Regions from separate parts of the Rattus norvegicus genome. Here region 2 is linked to region 1. The links are chromatin contacts, called in public Hi-C maps. All regions are on one chromosome and are shown on one strand. The core of a region is the stretch at or near the end of the contact, and the rest is flanking DNA. Distances in the headings are between cores, read along the strand shown.

The links. Hi-C and Micro-C count contacts between places; a contact is called where the count stands out from the background.
Region 2: a contact with region 1 is called in a Hi-C map of the A7r5 cell line, with 2.3 times the contacts expected there. The contact joins two enhancer-like sites. A contact is called at or near these places in 2 of 12 Hi-C or Micro-C datasets (the A7r5 cell line and Schwann cells).

What each region holds. Positions count from the first base shown.
Region 1 is chr1:4,323,153-4,325,696 of GRCr8, forward strand. No RefSeq gene overlaps it. Among named protein-coding and RNA genes, the nearest start is that of Tab2, 79 kb to the left of the region's middle. Within about 2 kb of position 1,284, at least 4 of the 93 cell types and tissues checked have an H3K27ac peak or open chromatin away from gene starts, as enhancers often do. A contact at or near this core is called in the A7r5 cell line, where this site is marked.
Region 2 is chr1:4,475,466-4,478,009 of GRCr8, forward strand. No RefSeq gene overlaps it. Among named protein-coding and RNA genes, the nearest start is that of Tab2, 230 kb to the left of the region's middle. Within about 2 kb of position 1,271, at least 2 of the 93 cell types and tissues checked have an H3K27ac peak or open chromatin away from gene starts, as enhancers often do. A contact at or near this core is called in the A7r5 cell line, where this site is marked.

The sequences.
Region 1 (2,544 bases), core at 34-2,533:
CAATGGAGGAGACAGATGCATGATTCTACTGTGGTATTTATGTGTGCCAATTAGACATAAAGGTAGGAGCTGGTTGCTTGGTCCTGGCCAACTCTGTAAGGGGTAAAGCCAGGTTGGCTTGCTACTCTCTGGAGGTGAGACTTGTGGGCGTTCTTGTTAGAAGGAATCCACCCAAGGAAGTGTAGAGCTGGGACGGTGAGGCGGTGAGAGGAACTTGCCTGTATGCTGAGATTTTTGTCGCCATGTTAGTAGCCCCAGCTACTGGAGAAGCCGTTTTACTGACTTGTTGCCAGGCAGTCACTGTCTCATTTACTAGTTTATTGGCTATTTTTACTTTTTTATTTGTTCTTATGAGCTCTCCCCATACGCTCAGGTTAATGTTCTTCCATAAGTACCTAGCTATTCAGGCATAGAGTATAAGGCTAGGTAGGTATACTGTGTACTACAGAATGTATGAAGCTGCCCCAAAGCTCTACTATGTGTTGGGACAGGAGGAGGCAATACCTGCTAGTTAACTGTGAACCCTTAAGCAGGGGACAGGATACAAGACATGTATTCTTGGACTTGTTTTATTCTGAAGTCGCTTACAAGGCAATCCAGTGTAGGGATTCATCCCTCTTGGGAGAGCATGGATCCTCCTCATCTCACAGGATTCATTGTGCTTCCAGGCTTCCAGCTCTGTGTGTGGACCACTGGCCCAGGGAGGTCCACCTCATGTGCCCCATCCCCACAGCATACTTCTCCCATTGTTCTTTTTATCCCTACCATGCTTCCCCCCCTTTTTCCTCCTCCTCCCTTCAACATCTCTGTCTGGTTGGGACCAACATGTGTCCCAGCTGCCATCCTCTGTCCAGGAATACAGTACAGGGAGCCCTGGTCCAGAACTGACAACCCTCTCCCCTACTCTGTGTAAGGGCCAGTTGCTCCTTGCTTCTTTGTGCCTTTTCCCAAGCTGAGAAATGTCGGTTAGAAGAAGAGGTCTAAATGTCCTTCCCTCCCCAAGATACATGAGTTTCCTACAGAGGACCAGAAACACCTTTTTAACTTCTCCCCACTTACCGACTTTCCAAACGAGAGTTTCACACATGGCTTAAAACTATAACATAGGAACTCCATCTTAGCTTACTTCAATTCTTTTTCTTCCAAGAGAAATCAGATGCATGTATTTGTTAGGTCTCAAAGAAACTCGGGACAGGTTTCATTCCGTACTGGTAGCTCCTTCCAACACTTCTAACCCCGCCCCCTCTCCTAAGCCCCTCCCTCCCAGGGGCCAGGCTTCTGTGTCCTTTCCCCCAGCCCGATCCCTGTGCAACAGCCATTTTTGCTGACCCGGTCTCTTGGTTTCTTGGCCCAGAATGCCTTTCTTCTTCTGTGGCTACTCTCTTGTTCTCTCTCCCCTTCTCTTCTCTCATGGTCCTGTTTAGTCTACTGACAGTGTTCAGCCTGGACTCTTCACTATGCCTGCTTTCCCCTTTATATCTGCACTAAAAATCTTCTACATTCTTTAGAAATATTCATGTTCTCCTTCTTTTCTTTTCTCATTCAGAATTGTATTAAGTATTCTCCTCAGTCTGTCAATATTATAGAGAAAAGGTATTTAAAATGTATTAAGCTTCCTTCAAGCATCATTCTCAAATCAAGTTGAGATTTAACTTGAAGGGAAATTAAAACAAATAACAGATCAGTGACTTACACCTTTGCAGACAGCTTGCAAAATGCAGTCAAGCATCTAATTTCATCCGCATACAACCGAAAGGGGCAGGCTCTTTCCTAACCACCTTTTCTACCCGTTTCCTAAAGTCTTTGGCATTCAAGTGGTTACTGCTCAAGTTCACAAGGCATGTGGTCATTAATCATCATCTCCCCGGCCCTCTCCATGTACAGTATAAGGGAGTCATTGTCTACAGTTTGTTCTCGTGCCTCAACATTCCTCAGATACAAACATAAAAGCCCAGAAGCACATGAATTGCCTTGCTAAAGCTTCAAGGCTAGAGTGGCCACCTAGGATACAGCCTAAGTGTCCTGACGGCAAAGAGGTTTGCCTTCTAACTCACAAAGGCTTTCCTTCCTTCTGTGATCATCAGTTGAAAGCGGGCTGCCTTGTCCAGGGAGTGAGCTCTGATTCCCTCCTACGGTTCTTTGCTCTCTTGCCAAAAAGGTAAGGGCAGCCAGTACACCCAGGAAGGACCCTGCTTTCAGTTCTCCCGAAATGCCAGGATCCACCTGATCCTGCCAACACATTTAAGGCCGTTTCCCAACCTTTCCTGTGAATGCCAGTGTATTAACAGGAAGGCAGAACAAAAGTAGACCCTCTGTTCACTACAGCCCATCTGCATCATAGCCTCATAGGGCAAAGAGCTACAGAATCATTCAGCTTGCCGAGGTCCCTGTGCTGGATGGATTGCGGCTGGTTAGAACAATTGATTAGCTTATCGTTCAGGAACTGGAGCCAACCATCGCATGGATCAGTGAGCTTGGCTCCAGTCTCCAGCTCAGGAAGCTGATACTGTTAATTTTAAAGTCTGTAGCCCTTTCCCCCACGCA
Region 2 (2,544 bases), core at 21-2,520, 150 kb after region 1:
TCAACCCCCACCCATGCTGGCCGGCGCTTTTCCACCCAATATTCTGACCCCAAGTATTTCACTTTGATCTGCAAGTGGGAGAAGGAACATTTTTCTTATTTCTACTCAATGAACCTTTGTCTTAATCCAGACATACTGATGTTCTTGTTTTTCTTTTTCCCTTTACCTCCTCAAGACTAAGAATTGTGCTAAAGTGATGGCAAGAGGGAAAGACCACACCAGGTGAAACCTTAGGCCAGGTTATCTTCTGCAATTAGACTTAAAAAAAAAAAAAAAACAGAATCCCAAACAAGGAGTTATTGTTTCTTACAGTTCGGTTTTGTGCAGGTTGAGGGCTGAGCCTCCCTCTGGCTGTCTTGCTGTTCCATTGAGCTCTAGGCCAAGAGTTCGAATGCTAGACTCCCACCAGCTTGCTAGTGAACTCTGAAGTTATGTTCCATGACTAAAGAAAAATGAAAATTTCTGGCACATTGGCAGCTTAATTCATATAGAAGGAAGGCAAACGGTATTTAAACAGGGGGGATTCTAGAACTAATTCTACTACAACTGTGTGACAACATGACAGTATAAACCTTTTGCCTCTCTGTAGTTTCCTAAGCCACAAAACTGACTACATCTGAGTTTGATAGAACATACACGACAACATTTTCAAACATATTAGGGTGCTATGCAATCATATAATGATTATGTTAAACTAAAAATTTACCTCCAATTCTTAAGATATCCAGTGCAGTATATTTGCATTGTATTGTCAGTGTCCAGATTCTAAAACATAATTAAGAACTATATACAATTTAGCACCTTTCGATGTTACATTGAAAACGAATGTATATTAAGGCCCAGACATTGGCTGATGTCTACCATCATCAGGGGTTAACTGACTAATGCATTTATAACTCTGGAAGCCTCATAGCTTCTAATGGCTTCGGCAAGAGAACTGGTGGACAAGTTAAAGACTGGGCATGAGGGCGGTAAGATAGATCTAACGTTTACTTTTCTAGGATGTAACTCTGTAAACAATTAGTTACAGTGTGTTTGAGGCTGGCCCTTGGGATCCTAAAGTCACATGTTTGCTTTTGGGTGAGTTCCACGCCAACAGGTCTGTACCTACCCCACCCCCACCCTCACCCCCACCCTCCCCCGCCGTGAGAGGATGACCTTTGACCCTTCATCTTGGCTACAGCAATGAAATAAATCACTTCGCTGACTGTTGTGAGTCAGTGCTCTGCTGTCTGTACATGCTTGCCCGGAGTCAAGTAATGATTCCTGAAAGAGAAAAGGAATTAGATGGCCAGAAAAGGCATGTGTTAAGGTGGGGTGGTGGGGCAAAAACAAAGAAACTCTGTGCATTTTGGGGAGAGAAAATTAGAGCCGAACTGCTCCACTTTCCTCTTCTATGTCATGTTGCCTGTAGAAGATTTTAGATGTATGTTGTCCTCAGGAGCTGAGTAGAGGGGAATTGGGTCTTAGCGGCTTATGGCTACAGAGGTAAGATGGCCACTGGGAGCCCAGCCCACCATAAAGGACAGTAAAACAAAGGTGGGAGGAGGGATCTTATCACTCGAACATCCGGCAATGAGTCTTCTGCCCCTGTTGGTCTTTGGCCTATGCTGGTCGGCTCTCGCACACAGGCATTTCCTGTATGCTGCTTCTCAAGCTGGAAAGACTGAGTTAATGCCACTTAGTCTGCTTGCCCTATTTGGTTCAATAGATGATTTGAAAGAACAGTTTACCGCTCATGGAAATCCGTCTCCCAGCAGCCTCAGTTTCTGCCTTCTGTCTTTCCTCCCCTGCACAGCGCATAAGTGCACAAGGTGAGTTTGCCTTTGCAATTCCCTAGTCCGTTAAGCCAGCAGGAGGCAGAGTTCACTCAGTCTCATTTCCTGAGTGATGGCCATTGCGCAAGCTGACAGAAGGCAGTGATGAAGAGCCCTAGGGGCTGCTTAGAAATCAGAAACTGTAGAGAAGACAATAAGGTGGGAACGAGGACAATCACCTAACCTACTAATTAACTCCGAGAAAGGAAAAGCAGTTACTTCCGGTGACTTTTCTGTTCTGAAATGTCCAAGGCTCCTCATTGCCTTTGGGGTAAAATAAACATCCCACATTAGCTTGTCTCTAGTAAACAATGAAAAATAGGGAGATGGATTTAGACTCACACAAGCTTTTTGACCCGTGGGTTGTGATCCCCTTTTTGGGGGGGAGGGTATCACATATCCGATATCCTGCATATCAGATATTTAAATTGTGATTTATAACAGTAGCACAGCTGTGAAGTAGCAATGAAATCCGTTCATGGTGGGGGTCACCACCCCGTGAGGGACTGTTTCTAGGGTCCCAGCGTTAAGAAGTCTGGGAACCTGTCTGTGTTCCTGAGCACGGCTGTTTCTGCATTCCATCAGAACGTAACGCAGGCTTTGGGAATGTTTTCCTATTTTTCGGCTAGGATAAAACAGATCTGCACCAAGGGTAGAGTGGCTTTCCCGCTTTGGATCTACCCTCACATGGCCCAGCCATCCCACTGGGCGGCAGTTCGAACCCCGC